Regions from separate parts of the Mus musculus genome. Here region 2 is linked to region 1. Evidence: chromatin contacts called from public HiChIP or PLAC-seq data. All regions are on one chromosome and are shown on one strand. The core of a region is the stretch at or near the end of the contact, and the rest is flanking DNA. Distances in the headings are between cores, read along the strand shown. Region 1 overlaps Pde11a (phosphodiesterase 11A). Region 2 overlaps Pde11a (phosphodiesterase 11A).

What was found. HiChIP or PLAC-seq counts read pairs in DNA pulled down with a chosen protein or histone mark.
Region 2: a contact with region 1 is called in a CTCF HiChIP or PLAC-seq map of CD8 T cells, with 8 read pairs. The contact joins two enhancer-like sites. A contact is called at or near these places in 1 of 15 datasets of contacts at CTCF or cohesin (CD8 T cells), 15 of 484 Hi-C or Micro-C datasets (the BV-2 cell line, the Ba/F3 cell line, CD4 T cells and 9 more), 3 of 115 datasets of contacts at active chromatin or transcription factors (CD4 single positive thymocytes and regulatory T cells) and 1 of 9 other capture datasets (embryonic stem cells).

Annotation. Positions count from the first base shown.
Region 1 is chr2:76,126,703-76,131,592 of GRCm38.p6, reverse strand. All of the region lies in intron 9 of Pde11a (phosphodiesterase 11A), which reads left to right. Among named protein-coding and RNA genes, the nearest start is that of Gm52518, 93 kb to the right of the region's middle. Within about 2 kb of position 2,357, at least 31 of the 459 cell types and tissues checked have an H3K27ac peak or open chromatin away from gene starts, as enhancers often do. A contact at or near this core is called in CD4 single positive thymocytes, CD8 T cells and regulatory T cells, where this site is marked.
Region 2 is chr2:76,236,527-76,241,531 of GRCm38.p6, reverse strand. The region is part of intron 2 of Pde11a (phosphodiesterase 11A); the gene reads left to right. Among named protein-coding and RNA genes, the nearest start is that of Pde11a, 100 kb to the left of the region's middle. Within about 2 kb of position 2,856, at least 23 of the 459 cell types and tissues checked have an H3K27ac peak or open chromatin away from gene starts, as enhancers often do. A contact at or near this core is called in CD4 single positive thymocytes, CD8 T cells and regulatory T cells, where this site is marked.

The DNA.
Region 1 (4,890 bases), core at 1,108-3,607:
TTTAATATGCCTTAGGCAGCACAATAGCTGGACAACTGCCTACCCTCCATGTTGTTAGAATCTGTTTTCTTACTGATAACTCCGAGTTACTACTTATTAATTTCTGTGTTCGATCTGGGCTGAGTAGTACACCCTGACCCCATTTCAGTACACCTTGGCCCCATTGCAGAACACCCCAGCACTTTGGAGAACACCCTAGCACCTTGGAGAACACCCTGGCCCCATTGCAGAACACCCTGGCATCTCTGCAGAACACCCTGGCCCCACTGCAGGTGCAGCTATCCCAGAGCACTTCTGCTTCTTCCGGGTTTGCCCAGTGCCTGTCACCTGTGTTACCATGTTTGCTTCTGCAGAAAGTGACAGGACCTGGAAATCACAACTTCATATCTATCTTGGCATAGAAGGAAGTCTCTTCCTATTGCCACATGCTGGAAACTTGAGCTCATGTTAGTCACAATCCACCAAAGGTAAAAGAGAGATGTGTAAGCTACATGTCTTCTACTTTTTCTGGTCTTTAAAAATGGAATGACTGCCATCGTACCTAGATTTTATCTAACAATCGAATTATCAATACAATTATTTTTGGTGACTGCTTTTCTAACTTTCTTATAATTTAGTTATAAAACTCTATTGTTAAAATTCTTTTACCTAAGTATGTAATATTAATACCTCACAGCTCTTAGATGCTCTTAAAGCGGGATGATGGAACAAAGAAAGGAATTTACAATCATTTAAACAAATTTACTTTTATGATCTTGATTTCCATTCTGCGCAAGCAGCCAAACACTCCAGATAAGCCGTGTTTCTTTCCACTCATATTTTCCCAGAGCGTGGTCCTCGGAACAAAGGGGAAACTTTACCTAAAGGTCAGAACACAGAGAGCACAATAGGAATGTAGATGTGGAATATTACGTCCTCATTTGGAGCATCAGGAATTGTTCTTCAGGGTGTCCTTCACGGTTATTGCGAATGAAGCCTTACCTAATGCAGGCGAGAATATTTCCAGGAAGTGTAGGTCTGGGTGGTAAGGGATGCCTCACACGGTTTTATGATCAGAGAGAGGAGAAGAATGAGGGTCAAACAGAGAGTGAGGGAGAGGCTAGGCAATCAGGAGCCAGGCGTCATCTACCCCACCTCCCCAGAGCCTCCCATCTATTTCCTCCTTCCCAGTGTTCACAGCAGCCGTCCTACTTAAGGGCTTCATTACCTCTTGGCTGGGCAATCACAATCCCCTTCTACTTGTTCCTCCTACAACAGAGTGTAGAGTGCATCGCGAGCTGACTCATAGACCTTAAATTGTTCCCCTATTCCCTATCAAAATACAAATGTCCTGGCCTCTGGGGCCCTTGGAAATCTCACACCAAACTACTTCCCTACCCCTGGCTCTCATTTCTCTTCTCAGAGAATTGTATGCTACTTACACACTCAAATGCTTCATAGTCTACAAATCAGCCACCTGCCTGTCTGCCAGCTGATCCTTAATGTGCCCTCAGCTTTCATTATTCTCCGTCCCAATTATGCCTCCCCACTCAGGACCATTCCGATATTCGGAGCTCAATTTAAATGTACTCCAGAAAACGTCTAGTCCCGTGGCTGTCTTTCTTTTGCCCTGCATGATGCCTGTGTATGTTCCTCTGTCTGAAAGTGTGTACCCTGAAGTATGTGATTGTTTTATTTCTCTCCCCTAGTGTTTTTTTTTTTTACACAATTGGTACTCAGAAAAAAAAATGCATACGATAAGTGAAAGCATTTGAGCTGCGTCCACTGTGGTCTTCCAGCACAAGAATCCAAAAGGGAAACCTTTGACCCTTTGAGATTGATGACAAAAGTCTCGCTGCCCACAAACTGGCAGAGCATCTCCTCTGCATTCCCCATGCCATGAATAGAGTTGGTTTTGTGTGGAAGGAAGGAGGGCTGGCTTCAAAGATCTCTTTCCAGACTTTGTGTGAAGCCTCCCTCTATTAGAGTTAAGGAGCCTCCTGAAGTAAGAGGGGAGAGATGAGTCTCCCTGAGGAATCTCCTAAACTCTGAGGAAAATCTCCTCTGGTTGGAAGAGTGAAAGAGCTGGACTCCTAGCACGTGATCAGATACTAATTTCTTCTTTCCTGCCCATTTCCCTTCTCCCTGATCCATTGAGCCAGTCAGTCTTCACTCCTGGACGAAGGTGGTCTTAGATGCATCTTCTGACACACTGAGGTATTGAGTATATATATTGCCTTCTTTCCTGAAGTTAGAAGCCTGTTGCCAAGAGAGTTTACAATGAGCTTCTTTTATTTCCTTATTCTTCCTTCCTGCCCTAAACAGGCTCAGAGCAAGGGAGAAGTGGGGTGGAGATGCAGAGCCTCTGTGAGAGGTGTGTCCTCGCCTGACTTCCGGCTCTCTCTGTGCAGAAGGACTTGTTTGCACAAACCCTCCAGACAACTCCGTGGCGAGCCCTCTCCTGTCGACAATTCCCGATGTTGTAGCTTTGCCCCTCCTGACAGGGACTGACCTTCAGTGATCCATGCATCCTTCCCTTCCCGAGACACAGCTCATCCCTCTAAGTCTGGGACAGGGTTCTTTTTTATTCCTTTGTAGTTGTGGCAAAAATAAGCACGACATGGAACTTACTATTCCAGCCATTTTTCAGCACTCAGTTCAGTGGGTCTAAGTGCTTCACATTGTTGTAGAGCCCTCACCACTCTCTGTCTCCCAACCTGAGACAACATCCACAGCACATCTAACTCAGCTCCCTGTCACCCATGGCAACCACCCCTTTGCCCGTGACTCTGATTTCACTAGGAAGCTCCTGTACATAGAATCACGTGTCCCCTTTCGACCACCTTCACTTCACTGTGACCCATGCTGTTCTAGCTGCTAAGGATGGAGCAGTGGGAATATAAGTGCTATTTATTATACTCTAGCAGAAAACGGGAATAGGTAAACAAGATACCAAGAGAGCGTCACAGTAAAGTGCCATACAGGAAACTGTGTGATGTCTGGTGAGGCTGCATGCAGGAACTATTTGCTGAATGAATCAAATCCAAGAAAGTACAGGCAAAGATTATAATCATAAAGTACAGGAAGAATCTCCTTCCAGCACACACTGTGGGGTGCCACTCCTGGGTGTTGACAGTAATAGTTACAGCAATTCCTGTCCCCACCCTCATTCAGGGCTTTACTTGCAATAACTTCCCCAAGCCCCTGGGTGAAAGTCAATTCCTCAGAAGTAGGTGCCAGTTCAGAAGCCAGAGGACCAGGAAGGGATTGATTTTCTGATTAGTGCAGATGCCTGGTCTCCAGGAAAGCGCTTTGACACCAGAGAAGGAATAGCACCCTCGTGGGGCGGCTTGAAGAACAGCTCTTTCCTGTCTTTAAGCACTATAAAGCCAATTTTATTTTGTTGTTTTGGTTTGGTTTGTTTGTAGATACCATTGCATCTGTCTAATACTTAACAAAATTCCTCAGATCCAATATTCAGTCTTAGGGAGGGCTCCTGTGTTTTCCTTTAGGTGTTGTGGAAAGCAGAGGACCTCTATCAACATCCAACCAGATACTATTTTTTAAGTACATCTTATTTTAGAGCATTTTTTTCACTTTTCATTGTGTTTTATTTTGAAGATTTGTTTTCTTAATTATGTGTCTGGCTGTATGTACACATGAGAACGTGTGAGCACAGCGGCCAGAAGATGGCATTGGATCCCCCGGAGCTGGAATTACGGACGGTCTCACACTGCCTGGTGTGGGTGCTGGGAACCGACCTTAGGTCCTCTGGAAAAGCAGCTGGTACTTTTTTTTTTTTTTTTTTTTTTTTTTTAGTTTTTTTAAGATAGGGTTTCTCTGTGTAGCCCTGGCTATCCTGGAACTCATTTTGTAGACCAGGCTGGCCTCAAACTCAGAAATCCGGCTGCCTCTGCCTCCCAAGTGCTGGGATTAAAGGCGTGCACCACCACGCCTGGCGTAGCCAGTACTCTTAATTGGAGCTCTCTCTCCAGATCCCTACACGTTAGAGAGTGATTTGTTCTTATTGGTTAAGAATGTCACGCATATATGCCATATGTAGAACAATTTCATATTAATAGAAAACTTAGAGAGAGAATGTAGCCTCCCCTTGTACCCCGCATCATGTTTCCTCTACCTTTACCATTGTACATTATTATTATTACTGTGTTTGCTGTAGTTGATGATCATTGCTGTACTCTGTCTCCTAGAGGGCTCCTTTGTTCACCTTTCCTGATTCTTTACCAAATACCTTTCCTGTTCTGGGTCCCAAGATTCCCTGTTGTCTTTAGATATCATGCTTTAAGCTTCTCTTGGATGTCCACATTTCATGATTTCCTTTTTTAAAAAGTATTATGGCTTGTTTTGGAAGGGAGTTAGTAATTTTCTTATTTTTTTCTGAGAACTTCACACATGACCACTGTATCTACATCACTCTTGCCTCTCCCTCTCTCCCTTAAACTCCTCTCTGGTTCCCCCTCCCCCAAGCTCATTATCATTTCTTTATGTTACACACATGCATGCATACACGCACACACACACACTTTAACCTACCTAGTCCACTTAGCTTTGATTGTATGTCCATGAAACAGTGTTCCAGAGTGAGCACTTCGTATGTCTCTCTATCGGGATTGGCTGCCGTTTTCTCAAGCTTAGACTCTGATTCTAGACGATGGTGAGGACGGCCATGGGTGACATGGGTGGTTCGCATCAGAATGACTTACCCTTGACCTTGACACCCTGGCTGAAGTAATGCTCTCAGGCTTCCCACTGCTGCTCTGAGCTGCTCTGATACCTTCTTTCCTTAACTGCACTCTTTGGATATGCAAAGCTATCCCCAACAGTGGAGTGCTATGTTCCATTTCCTTGAGGGGGAACTAGCTACTCAAATTACTTAGTATTTGTTTTCTG
Region 2 (5,005 bases), core at 1,607-4,106, 110 kb before region 1:
AGTGAGTTCCAGGACAGCCAGGACTATACAGAGAAACCCTGTCTCAAAAACACCAAAAAAAAAAAAAAAAAAAAAAAAACCACAATATTGTCTTAGGGTTCCCATTGCTGTGAAGAGACACCATGACCAAAGCACAACATTCCAGCTTCAGGGCACAGATTCCTAGGCAGTCAAAACCAGCTCATAAGAGCTACATCAGAAGATAGTCGTCATTAGGGTTAAAGGACACCATCCATCCAATACACCTAGCATTGTATTTGGTTTGGATCTATCCCAGCCTGAAAGGTGAGGAGGGACCTGGGAGTTCACTTGGGAGAGACGATAACAAATTCAGCCTTCTCCCCAACTGATGTCAATTTTAATTACATCAATGTTTGCTATAGATTGATTTGCCTGAAATATGGACACTTCAATCTTAGATTTGGTTTAACTAAGAAATACATAACCTTAAACCAAATTGTGTTTCCTAACACATTCACTGTGGAACACTATTGCTGTTTAGAATCCTCAAAGTGCAGACTATAAACTATGCCCTTCTTAGACATTTACAGCACAGATTCCTCTGTGCAACGGGTATAACTCCTTCCCAAGCGCTCCCAAACTTACTTGATGAAACTCATCCCATGTCGGCTATTAATACAACACAGAATACACTTCAGGGTAAACTTCCCTGACAACTATTATTTGAAAAGAGAACTGATAATGTGAAAAATGAGGCTTTAAATGCTGTACCAGAATGTTTGTTTTCAGCTCAAATTGATAATGGCCTAGCCAGGGCACAGCGGACTCATAGGAAGTCTCAAACTACTACAACTAGGACTCATGTCCTTCATGCAAACAGCTGTTGCAAGCCCACCTTCCTTATTAGGCTTTTCTGGGATAAAACAGCAGAGCCTCCCAGGACCTCATTTTCTCCTGGTTATATTTTCATTTACTTTCCCAACAGAATTCTAACATAATGTGTTGCCATTTGGCCCAGATGTGTTTGAAGAAACATAGAAGTGATTAGACTTAATTCAAATACTTAGTCTCAGAAGATAACACAAAATTTGAGAACATACCCTTTTTTTTAAAAAATTAAAACCTGTTATTTATGTGTTGGTGTGCACCCAGACGGAGGTCAGAAGACAATGCTGTGGAGTTGGTTCCCTTCTACCTTCATGTGAGATTTTGGGATCAAACTTAGCCCGACAGACTTGCATGGCAAGACCATCTACTCACCGCTCCATCTTGACAGTCCCAGGATACTATAAACATTTACCAAAAATACAGGAAAGTTGATGATACTTTTTCAAAATTTAAAAAATTTAAAGATTTGTATATTCTATGTTCATGAGTTTTGGATTTTTGTTTGTTTGTTTGTTTCATTTTGTTTCTTTTTTTTTTTTTTTTTTTTACATGCATGGATAGCTATACACCATGTGCATGCCTGGTGCCCATGGAAGTCAGAGAGGAGGTTGTCAGATTCTCCTGGAGCTAGAGTTCAGGGTGGTGGTGAGCTACCATGTGGGTGTAGGGAACTGAACCCAGGTATTCTGTAAACACAACAGATGCCCTTAACCACTGAGCCAACTCTCTAGCCCCTTTCATAAAACTTTTTAATAGTTAATTCGGGGAAGAACTCAGAATAAGACCCACATGCTCTGATGGCTGACATATCTAAATAACTTTAAAGTATAGGTTCTTCCCCCTTTTCTCTTTCATAATTTTTTGTTGTTGAAGAACAGACTAAGTAACCAATTTGCCATGGTTTGCCCAGGTTTATCCTTCTGTTAACAGAAAGTCTCAAGTCCTAGGCAGCACCTCGATCCCAGGAGAGTTCCCAACAGTATGGATTTGGTTGGTTGTGTTCCCATGGCTAACTCGTTCCTCTGTCCTCTCTTCATGAAACTGGTGTTTGAATCTAATGTCTTGGTTAAATCAGCTTAAACCTTCTTTTTATCCCCACTCCCTCTCTCCATGCCCCCCTCTGTCTTCCTCCTTTCCTAACACCTTGCAGTATTGTTTGTCCCATTGTATGCTTCTGCTAGGATGCACATTGTCTGATGGTTTCTCCCTTCGTGATATTAACAAGTCTCCGATAAACAACTGATTAGCAAGATGTCTTAGCAATCTGTTCCCACCTCATATTTCTTTCCCTGATGCATATGTTCCTGGCTGTAAGCTGCATTCCTGTGTCAAGGCTGGCATAACAAAACTCCACAGAAGGGATGGCTTCAGCAACAGAAACAGGACTTCCTTGCAGTACCAGAGAATTACAAGCCAGAGATCTGAGTGTGGGGAAAGCAGTTTCTTTTACAGTCAGTTTTCTGGGTTCACTGCTCCTTATACCTTTGCCATTCTCCCTGTTTGCCTGTCCACATCCTGATCGCCTCATCCTCTATGGACACTGCTCTAATGTAAGTCCACATGTAAGACTCTGTTTATGTTAATAACCTCTTTAAAGACCACCCGTGAGGTGCTAGGAGTTAGAATCTCAACATAGGAGTTGGAGGGCACGAGTCATCTCATAACATATACATAACAGACACTACCATCCACTCACTGTCTTCCTCACCACCAAGGGTTTCAGCCTTATCCTGGGTCTTGGACGAGAGAATGATGTTTGATTCAAGCTGATTGCTGGTCTCATCTTATTGGTACAAATATAAGTATGAAGAGCTGTTCCCACCAGAGAGAAGGCTGCTGGGAAGCTTTTGAGAGGGATTTTCTTCATGGATTGAAATGATAACAGAAGAAACACAACAGCTTCTGCCGGGATAAAGAATGCAGGCCAAGCCACTGGTTGACACTAGAAAGCTGTTAAAGCAGGCAGAGCTGCAGAAGCCACATCCTTTCAAGGAACAGAAATGCAGGATGTGTTAACTAACCAACCTGACTTCTTACTGCAGATTTGCCACCTGCAAGGAGAAGACTTTGTCTTCTCCAAAGCCACCTTTTGCCTCAGGTTTCTGTAGATGCCCTCGGAGGTGTCCACGTGTCCCCTATCTTGGTGACTAGTTCACCAGCTCTGAAGCCAGCCAGGGATAACCTTTGCTCTTCCTCTGGTCTCCCTTCCCCCTTTCCCTTCCCTTGCTTTTTTTTTTTTTCCTTTTCCATTCTACAACACTGTTCAACCTCGCTCAGCAACTCCCTCTTTTCTGTTATCGCCTTTGGTTGTATACTTAAAAAAAAACCGGCTGTGAGTACTTACAAATAGTAATGCTTGCCTGTCTCTCTGAAACATAGTTTTTTCATTGCAGTATATTCCGCGTGGTTGTGTATCCTCTTCAGAAGATAAAATCTATACATACCCCGCTTCTTAGAAGCACCCTTTCATTGGTTGATAGGCAAATCTACTTCCTGCCTGGCTTCATAGGATCTTTTCTGCCCCGTAGAACTCCAAGCAAGTCAAAGAGTTCCTCTTCCCTGCCCCACTGAAAAGAGAGAAGGCAGCACTAGATTATGATAGTAGGAGCATTTCACAAGAAAAGGGTCACACTGTTTTGCTAATAAAACTTTCAGTCTGTTATTTGTGTTTAACCTGCAGCTTGTCTGTCTTGAGTCACTTGGGGTTGACAATTATGAGGTAGTGCATTCGAGGTAGGAGGATGATATGATTAATCATCCAAAGGCAACTGACAGGAGACAGATATGTCAACAGGCCCATCTATCAAGAGAGACCTGCTAGGTCCCTCTTGAGCAAAGGGTACTTAATCAGCAATCTAACTAGGGTGCTATAAACATGGCCAAGAAAGGGCTTATCTTCCCCTATAGAAATGTGTGAAGATAAGCCTTGTGAATATTTTAGGGACACAATATTTTCCCCGGTCCTGCTCACTCTGGCCCTGCTCTCTCCGGCCCAGGGATACAATTCTTAGCTCTAACAATTCTGTGGCATCCCAAACTCAGAAAATGGCAACACCCAAGGATATGAAAGGGGCACTAACAGTATAAAAAAGTATAGTTAAAATATTACTTAAATTTTACATCCCTGGGACTAAATCAACACATATCAAATCCAAGCATGTTTAAATATTCACGAATCTATGGCTGAACATCTGTAATGGGGAAGGCACAGCGACTTGGCCTTCTCAGAACTCTTTCTATTAGAGACAATCCACAAGCAGGGGAGAACTGGTTAGGAGAGTTACAGAGAGGCAGGGAGGAGTGACTAGAATTAAATTACAGATGACTTTATGCTTTGTCTATTCTAGACCAAGGGCTCAAGGTAGCTTTCTGTCCATGACTCCAAACTCTGGAGACAGAGTGATAGCTTTTCCTAAAATCCAATTGTGAGATAGATTTGGTGTCACTGACAGACTGTGAAATGGATAGGTTGTGATCCTGACACTGTCATACAAGTACTGAGCTATAGCCATTCATGCTCAAAATAGACCAAGCATGAAGAAACACTAGCAGCATGCTCTAGGAAGACAAGGGAAAGGGCATGGAAGAACATTCTTCACTTTGGGTCAAGACTCACCAATGTTGTTCCAACTTCAGTTGGCTCATGAAGTAGCCATTTTCATCCTGTGTAGGTACCTCACACATGTTCTAGAGACACCCACCCCTCTCTTTCTATAGTTCCTTATAGAAATGGGCTAAGATAAATTTACAGATGTCTACCTGAGAAGACTGGGTATTCCAGAGTTCCAGGAGAGATTGAACAAAATTATGTCAAGAGTAGATGAAGGATATTGACAAGTAGGTGTGTCATGTTCCAACATACAGAATGGAGAAGACTGATAGATTTGGTATCTGGATAGAATATCCGGTCCCTTGGGGATTTTGCTCTTTCTGGAACCTCTCTGAGATGAGGGAAAGGAACTGAGATCTGTATTATACCTTATTAGCTAATGTTCATTGTCATTAACATTTCCTGTATGAGGTCCAGGGCCCCAACAAGATCTTCTGTCCCTTATTCTCAAGCTGACTTCACTGGTCCCTGAGAAACTGACCCTCAATAGATCTTCCTCCAGCTGTTCCTTTCCCCAAGGATCATGGGATGTGGCCTCAGCCTGGT